Regions from separate parts of the Mus musculus genome. Here region 1 is linked to region 2. Evidence: chromatin contacts called from public Hi-C data. All regions are on one chromosome and are shown on one strand. The core of a region is the stretch at or near the end of the contact, and the rest is flanking DNA. Distances in the headings are between cores, read along the strand shown.

What was found. Hi-C and Micro-C count contacts between places; a contact is called where the count stands out from the background.
Region 1: a contact with region 2 is called in a Hi-C map of adipose-derived mesenchymal stem cells, with 4 times the contacts expected there. The contact joins two enhancer-like sites. A contact is called at or near these places in 1 of 39 promoter capture datasets (liver) and 1 of 484 Hi-C or Micro-C datasets (adipose-derived mesenchymal stem cells).

The regions. Positions count from the first base shown.
Region 1 is chr10:109,665,684-109,670,051 of GRCm38.p6, reverse strand. No RefSeq gene overlaps it. Among named protein-coding and RNA genes, the nearest start is that of Gm40757, 70 kb to the right of the region's middle. Within about 2 kb of position 2,396, at least 9 of the 459 cell types and tissues checked have an H3K27ac peak or open chromatin away from gene starts, as enhancers often do. A contact at or near this core is called in adipose-derived mesenchymal stem cells, where this site is marked.
Region 2 is chr10:107,903,484-107,908,541 of GRCm38.p6, reverse strand. The region is part of intron 3 of Otogl (otogelin-like); the gene reads left to right. Among named protein-coding and RNA genes, the nearest start is that of Otogl, 6.4 kb to the left of the region's middle. Within about 2 kb of position 3,456, at least 42 of the 459 cell types and tissues checked have an H3K27ac peak or open chromatin away from gene starts, as enhancers often do. A contact at or near this core is called in adipose-derived mesenchymal stem cells, where this site is marked.

The sequences.
Region 1 (4,368 bases), core at 1,147-3,646, 1.8 Mb before region 2:
CTGAGGCAAGGCCTGACACTATTACTGATGTTATGATGTGCTTACAGACAAGAGACTAGCATGGCTGTCCTCTGAGAGGCCCTACCAGCAGCTGACTGAGACAGACACAGATACTTATACCCAACCATTGGACTGAAGTTGAGGACCCATATGGTTGAATTAGGGGAAGGTTGAAGAAGCTGAACGGGAGGATAACCCCATAGGAAGACTGGCAGCCTCAACTAACCTGGACCTCAGGGAGCTCACAGTGACTGAGCCACCAATCAGGAGTAGGATGGCAGATAGATATACAGCACACATATAGCAGAGGTCTGCCTGGTCTGACCTCAGTGGGAGAAGTACTTAATCCTCTAGAGACTTGAGACCCCAGGGAAGGGCAGGGAAGCACCCTCTCAGAGGCAAGGGGGAAGAGGAATGGGATAAGAAACTGTGGGAGGGGAGCCAGGAAGGGGAGTAACAGCTGGAATGCAAATAAAAAAATTGTTCAAAATACAAGGTTTTTGGTGGTTTTTATCCAAAAATAGAAATTTAGAGTATTAAAAAGAAAAATTGGAGATAACTCTATATTTTGTCTTTTTGGTCCATTCTTCGTCTTAGCAGTCTCTTTATAAGACAGTGACTTGAACATGATAGTTGTTCAATTAATGATGCTGACTGTCTGAGACTTGTGAGAACTTCTGGAATTGATGGTTGCTGATTAATCATCTTTAATTTTTAAAAATTACATTAGCCAAAATGTGCTATCTTTAGGGCCTGCTGGTTGAGGAGAAATTTATTCCCCAAGTTGATGGAAGTAAACATACAAAGTTTGATTACAAAGGGTAACAGTATCTTGTCAGTACTCGGAATTTGTCTTACCTCTACTGAAAGTCCATCTTGGAAACTTGGTCTTGCAAATATTTCCCATGTGTTTGAAGGCCAGATCCTTGGTCACAAAGAAATGAGGTGAATTTATAGATTGTGCAACCGAGTTTGAAAGAGATAACTATCCTTGATTCATTTCTTTTTTTTTTTCATCTTCATAATTCAGATTTATTTATAATAGAATGGTCCAGGAGGAAAACAATTCTCACCCTATTTTCTTTTTTTTTAATTTTATTTTCCTTGATTCATTTCTACAAAAACAAACAAACAAAAAAGAAACCTTGTTGGAGAAAATCGCTCTTCTTGGTTTACCTCTATTTCAAATCCCCAGATGCTCTCACATTCCCACAAGCTAACTGATTAATCTTTATGGATGCATTTCGTCATGTCTTTACCCTTCATTTCTTTGTGAGTTCATTCGCATCTCAATAAAATAAGAAATAAAAAATAAAATTAAAAAGACAAAGAAAGAAACACAAAATATGACTGATGCTCGGTGGAACCTGTGGTGTTGGTGTGGCATGGGAAGATGAAAAGATGCTTAGGATACTGCCAGATACAGTTTCAAAGTGAAGCCTTATTGACTGGTGTCTGTAAAGTTTGCTACAACAAATTTTAAATACATTGAATGGCTTGTTCTGTTAGCTTTCTATTACTGAGTGAAACATAACCATATTCGTTTACTAGTGCATGGTTTTGTAAGTCGTAAATCAGGCTGGCACCCTTGCTTTCTGTGTGGACAGTCTCACAAAATTGGGATGAAAGTGTCTGCGAGATGAGACAAACCTACAGAAAGGGTGCACATTCAGGGGTTGGCAGAGTTGGTGCGATTAACGCTTCCATTTCTTTCCTGAACATCATCTTGGCATCCCTCTCAGATCCAGGAACCAGGCTGAGTTCTTTCTGGTTCCCTACATTTTCAGTGCCTGGAAAGCTGATGAAATTGTTTTCCTTGGACTTTACTTATCGATTACAGTGTGATTAAGTTGAACTGACCTAATCACCTGCTTTCTGAATAATTAATATTAAATATGCAAATATGTCATCACAGGAACAAATTCTACTTCTGACCCAAAGGAAAATTATGTAAGAAATAGTATCATTTTCTCTCACTCTTAGACCTTGCCAACCATAGGTGCCAAAGCTTAAACATTAGACTATTTTAGATAAAAGGAATGCCTTTTCTCCTAAAAAAGAGTCTCTGTTTTCAGCGTAGAGTGTACCACTCCAATAACCAATTATACCCCAAAGATGACAGCCACCCTTTGCAGATATTTTCTAATCTAGTACCATGGTGAGTACTACCATGGTACTCACTCTTAATATATTCCTAACCAGGTTCCCTATACAAGAAATCCAGTTTTCTACAATGTCGGTAAACAATACTGAAACACAACATTTGTGATAGAGCACATATTCTCAGCTCTCCAGTCCCAAATTTCCCCAGAAAATGAACCCTTTCAAAGAGAGCTGTGCTTTAGCAATAATGAAGCAATCCTGAGCTAAACATTTGTGCTCTTCTTGCCTCCCAAGGCCGAATCTTATAATAACATTCCAGTACACTTACTCATTCTGAACATGTACTGGTTTGGGTCTGATAAGTGAATAATATCGCAGAAATTAAATGCTACCACTGAGTTAGCCCATGCAAATGACACAAATGTACTCTCAGTGGACAAATGTGTTCCCGTGTAATCATGCCAGCAGCAGAAAATGGAATCTGTCATAAAAAATAAATAAATAAATAAATTATCCGAGAGTCAGACCACGCTCGCTGAGCGCGGAACTAAATTTCTTTTGCCTTGTTCTTCGGCTGAAAGCCTAAATAAGCACTTTAAAACAGAATGAAGGATCACATTGTTCACCCACTGTGGTTGCTACAGTCTCAGAATTCAGATATATGAGACACTTGGGGAGAGGGGCTTCTGTTCTTTGTATATGTTATTTTCTGTGAGCCCCCAACTCATCTACTATACATTTGCAGTTTCAGAATGGAGTAGGAGAGACATGTAGAAATGATCCAGGACATGAAGATACAGAAATGAAAGAGATAGCTACAAAGAGCGAGGGTGTGTGTGTGTGTGGTAGAGGACAGCCATTGTCCAACAGGGAGAGCATGTGGTGGAGACTGAGATCATAAATGATTGAAATCGTGGAATTCCATACAAGCTGTTGGGAGCTTGTTAGACATTTTAGTGTCCGAATAAGATATTAAGGAATTAACCTACAGTGAAGGGGAAATGCTTTAATTTAGGATAGTAAAGGACTAATGTTACTGAGAGCATAGCTTTTAGAATCAGTCTGTATGGGTTCAAATCCTACCAGTTATAATTTTAATATTTATAAAGCCATCAAGGTTTTCATTGCAACTTAATTCCCAATCAATATTATGAAGTCATAAGGTGATTACAAATGAATGATAAGTCATAAACTCTTTTGAGTGATATAAGCAAAATTATAAAATGGTCTGGAAAAAGTACACAGGTCCTTTTGTTCTGACCCTTGATGATGGGAGGTCACAGATGAGGACACGCCCTCTGGAAGCAATGGTATGGTGTCAGCAGAGAGCAATGTTAGCAACTTAACCACAGACATTTAACCTCCAGATCTGAAAAGTATGACCTGAGCCCACCAGAATAGGGTCCTAAATGGTGAGTTGAAGAAGAGTAGACCCACTGTGAGAAATAAAGAAGATGGATAGCTAGGACCCAGCCTTGTACAAGTGAGTTTATTGAGTCTCTCATCTTATATACTGTTTGTAGGGGGAAGATGGGCCCAAGGTCAGCAGAGAGCTAAATCAAACAATGTTGGCAAAGAAAACACAGGATATCTCAGACAGAGATGCCTTAGCACTGATAACTACAGCCCTCCAAGGGAGAAAGTCAGGTTTCCAGGAACCAAAACCTTAAAGGGCCCAGGCTCCAGCCCCCAGCCCCCAGCCCCCAGCCTCCAGCCTCCAGAATGGACCTGGCCAAGTTGACCCTTGCAAGGACACAGAATTAACATCCCCTTTTAACCTTACCTGGAGGCCTCTGAGAAAGTCTTCAGTTGGTTTGGCTCCCAATAGATATGCGGATCTCATAAACACCCAGTCTCTAAGACTTGTATACAGTAGCCTTAACAGCGACCTTTCCCTGTTACCAGTGTATGTGACTTTAGGCAAGTTATTTCTAAACCCCGTTTTCTTACCATCATATAAAATGACAAGAATGATAGGGATGGGTTAATATGTTCATATTCAATTAGAATATGCCTAATGCAACTGTGCAATAAATATCAGTCACTCTGCTGCAGCAATCCAGGCTAGAGCTAACACTGAGGTTCCTAAAAAGTAAATAAGTAAATAAATAAATGAATAAATTAACTGGTAGGAGATCATTTTTTTAATTTTAATTTTTAAAGTATGTTATTGTCATTTGCTGTTCTAGGGAAAAGGCACAATTTATCTGCCTAAGTTCCTCTGACATCAGTGGTTCTCAACCTTCCTAAGGCTGTGACCATTTA
Region 2 (5,058 bases), core at 2,207-4,706:
GCTCTACACAGAGTCTTTTACCAAACCTAGAGATTGCTTGTCAGTGAGCTCCAGGAATCTCTTTCCTTAGTGCTAGTATCCCAGGCATGTGGCACGGTACCTGGCTTTTAAAAATAGGATGCTTGTATTAATACTTTGAGAACTTCATCTAATCATATTCATATTATAATCATAATCGTGCTCACCTTATCTCTCCTCTCCCTACCTTCCCATGTGCCTCCCAAATGCACTTTCTCCTTTTGTTTCTTTATAATTCCCTGCCCAGTCTAGTTTGTGTTGCCCGTATACTCATGGGTGCAGTGCGGAGCCATCCCTTGGTGAACGAATGGTTGACTTACCAGAAGCCAGTGCTGTACATAAAGCTGACTTGGTCTCTTCTAGAGTCCCAGGCAGTTAGTCTCTCCTCCGTTAACGGCAGCATGGTCTCCTCCCCATTTCATGTCAGACTGTTGACTGGCTTCATCTTGTGCAGATCTTATTCAGACAACCACGGCTATGATAGGTCCGTGAGTGCAGAGATTCTGCCACAGTTAGAAGATGCCGTTTCGGTCCAGTCACTTTGACCTCCGTCTCCTACAGCCTTTCGGCACATTCTTCCCCAGTGGTCCCTGGGCCTTGGTTGTGGAGTAATAGAAGTGATTAATTTGTGGCTCAGCACTCTACACACTCATTCTCGGCATGTTGTGCATCTCTGGGTTAATTGCTATCCATGTCGGAAAGAAACGTCTCTGAGGAGCTGAACTAATCTTTAGACATAGAGATGGGAATTTAGAGGGCAGATTGATATTATGCTTATTTAGCAAAAGAATAGTAGTTGGTTCACCTATGGGGCCTGTGAGCTGCCCAACCATGGGTTATTGGGCCAGATCTACAATACCACTCATGTCTTTCCTCACACAGGCCTTGAATCCAGTCAGAAAGTGCTTGGTTGACCATATAACATCTGTGCTACTATTGAATCCATAGGTCTATGATGCCACTCATATCATTCCTGTAGTTCATAGAGGTCACAACTCGATAAGTTATCAATAGAAAACTTTCAGTATCCTGTACAGGCTACTTGGCACATTTTGGGTACTATGAAAGCCAGACACCAGGGAAGAAGCGTCCTACTCAATACCAATTTGATTTCTTCATGTCCTATGACCAAAGTTTATTGTACATGGCTTTGGCTTTTTATGTGGATGTTGGATATGCAAACTCAGGCCCTTATGTTTCCATAGCAACTACTTTACCCACTGAATCATTTTCCTTGTCATGCTTTTTATTTTTTTAATAACTAAGAACGGCAGTGGAAACAATATTTCAGTGTAGGAAGTATTTTGTATTAGAGAAACTGCAGTAGAGGGACTGTAAGTTTGGGGCTAGTCTGGGCTGTATAGTGAGACCTTGTGTGAGAACAACAACAACAAAAAATCTCATATATCATGTGAAGTAGCTAAGATAAATTTTCTATGGTAAGAAGGAGGTGATTGCCAATGGAGTATATTGGCAAATATCCATCTGCATAACTCAGAAGAAAATCTGTTGATGAAAACGAAAACTTCCGTTCTGGTGAACATGCTCGATTGAAAATCTTGTGTGAACTGCCCATCCCCTAACATTGCAAATAAAGAGATCCATGGATGGGACGGAACGCTGTGCAATCACGTGCCATCAGGATCTGTGCAATGTACCCACTAGGAGTTAGGTTAGTGCCTCTCCTCTGCTACTAAGAGCGATGTGCTTGCTTTGTCTTCGTGTCTATTTTAGGCAGGATGAAGAACAGGAGGCTTGCATTTCTTTCCTGCAGCCAGTGGACACGTGTCGAGATCATTTAATGTCGATTAAGTTTTCAAGGGAGAAATGTGACAGGGAGCAATGAGGTCACAGTCAGGCGGTTCCCTGCTTAGAAATAGGCTTTAAGGCCATTCATACTCAGCTCACTCCTGTGCTGTAAGCAAACGTTGCTGATGGATGAATAACTGTCCTCAGAACTATGCTGGCAGTGACGTAAGCATGCACAGCCTAAGCATAGACTTCTATAAATGGCGTACATGTGATTGTTGCTGTGATTTGTCTATCGAGGGCACATCTCTGTGGTATTGGCCATCCTCCTGTGGAGGTGCGATCAGGAAGGAGAAAGAGTGGCTACCAGTCCTCTTTTATTGGTTCTGTGAATATGTGTACCCACAACAACATTCTTTGCATTGCATTCAGTGACTCTTCTGAAGCAGGCACTGAGACCAAGGCTTAGGTGAACAGTCTCTGGAAAATATACAAGGGAGGGTCAGACAAGAGTGAGAGAAGAGAGAGAGAAAACACAATTCAGGGCATGTGAATGGGGGGCTTCCTGTGGTAGACATCTAGGGCTCAGTCTCATTGGGAACGTGATACGTAGCCTCTCTTCCTGTTTCTGCAAGGGATGGGGCTAGTCTGGGTTGTATAGTGAGACCCTGTGTGAGAACAACAACAAGAACAACAAAAACCCTCATATATCATGTGAAGTAGTTAAGATAAATTTTCTATAATAAGAAGGAGGTGACTACCAATGGAGTATATTGGCAAAAATATTTATCACCCATCAATTCTTGTTTTCCTACTGAGCAAAGAGAGGAGCTAGTGTGTCTGAAATAGCCGAAACGTCCCTCTTGGACTCTGTCCTCAGGCAGAGATAGAAAGTAAACTGGGCTTGGAGTTGGAAGCTCTGCATTCCCACAGAAACCCAAGTGAATATGATATGGGCTGAAAAAACATTGCTGGAGTTTGCTTTAGTCATAGCTCTAAATACCAGGAGAAGCAGATTCCCATTTGAACTATATCCTTTTTTTCCAGTTCAGTTGATACTTGTTGCTGACTTGCCAGAAGTCCTGTCATGCAGAATAGCCATGCTTGTAAATTTAGAAACTTCATGTCTCCAGGGATCTGTAAAGAAATCATTTTCTGTGCAAATGGTTCATGGAATCTGAGTCATCATGAGTTATTTGTTGTGATGGACATAACATAAAAATGAAAAGGCCTCACTTATTAAAGTAGCATGCCGTTCTGAGTTCAGAAATGTTCCGAAGCTAAAACTGAGTGTGGACTTTTACACTTGAGAAACGAACTATGGTGCTGGGTAAACAGAAGCATGGCCGAATTGTCAGGAATGTTAAGTGGTCACTGGGATTTCTTTAGAGGAGGTCAAAGTTGAGCGGAGTAAGAAATAAATATACTAGGGCTAGTCCAGTGTATATTAATTAATTAATTAATTAATTAATTTTGTATGTATGTGTTTGTGTGTGTGGGGGGGTTCTCTCTGTGTGCATGCATGAGTATATGTGTGTGTGTTGTGTATGTAGCATGTGTGTGTTCTCATACCAAGGCATGCACATGGATGTCAGAAGACAACTTTTGGGAGTCTTTCTCTTTCCACCATGTGGTCCTGGAAATCCAGCTCAGGTTCCTAGGCTTTACCCGCTGAGCTGTCCTCATAGCCTGCACATGCCATTGTCATTTAGTAATAGTAAGAGGCAGGAAGCCTGTCCTCTTATTATATGCTTGGGGTATCATTAGTCACTGATTCTTTCATTTTATCCTCCTGATTCTGTAAGGGAGACACTATTACTCCTTTTTATTTATTGGAAACTGAGGCTACATGGACTAGATAATTCGTTCAGGTACTTAGGCTAGTGTGAGGCAGAGTTGAAGATGTTTGTCAAACATCAGAGATGAGGGACTGGTTTCCACTGCAACGGTTGGCGTAAATTATTTCAGGGGCAAAGAGCTTGGAAGATGGTATGTGCCAAGCAATGTTAATGCCTGTTTGTTTGATTTAGGCACCTGGAAACAGTATGGTGGAAGAGAAAATTCAACATGGCATCACTGTGAGACCATAACATAAACCGTTGGAGGGCCAGGAGAATAGAAACGGAAGGGATTGAGAAGTGAGGATAAAACATAGACCAATTTGCAAGGAGGAAGTAATGAACTTATGAACTTGGAGCCCTGGTATGGGGAAAGGAGCTTAGAAGTGACTCTTTAAGAGTCCTTAACAAATGAGAGAATAGAATAGTAGTATCATGTAACATGGGATGAGTTCTGTTTAAAGGACATACTGAGGAGCTAGGGAGATGGACCGGTAGGTACCTGCTACGAAAGAGTAAGGACCTGCTTGTACTTTAGATCCTCAGTGAAAAGCCAGGCATGGCCTTTTGTTACTACTTACAGAGTGTGTGTGTGGGTGCAGACAGGAAGATCCCGGGAGCTGATTGGCTAGTCAGCATAACTGAATCCCTGGGCTCTAGGTCAAAAAATACCTCAAAAAATAAAGTAGAGAGTAATTGAGGAAGGCAGCAAATGTCAAACTCCAGTCTCCATAGGCAAACGTACCTCCCTTGGTGTACACACATGAGCAAGATACATGCATTTCTCTATTTCTCATGCGCACAAGCACACACACACACACACACACACACACACACACACGGAAAAATGCTTAAATCAAACTTCTCATGTGTGAGAATAATCATCAGATTAGAGGTCAAAGATCTTGGTCCTTACATCACGTCAATCATCTTGCTTATCTCACATCCTGCTCCAGTTTCCCTAACATTCCCAGATACTCAATTTTTAACCAGGTAGCAAAGTTCGACTCTATGTCTTCAGGTGAATATAAGTACCATTGGAAAGGCCATTAATGATCATGATCTATACATGCAAACGGAATTGAGTTGGGCTGATAATCTATAAGTGACTAGCTTTAGCAATATATAATTATTTATAATAATTCCTAAACCACCACATTTCATCTGGATTGTTAAAGGCAGTATTAGTTCCCTTCTTACTAACCTTCTGTGAGAGGCACTACTCTAAAAGCTTACAGGACAGCATCTACTCCATTGCTACACCACCCAGTGAAGCAGGTGTCATTAAGGTTCCCATTTTACAGATGAACAGGTGGAGGCATTACATTGATAGGAAATGTGGCTAAATAGAAGTAAAAGGTCAGAGGGTGTTTCTGTGAGTGGCGGTTTCACAGTCTGGTACACAGGCAGGTCAGCCCTAACTGTATGACCCCTTGAGCTTCCCTTTACTCAC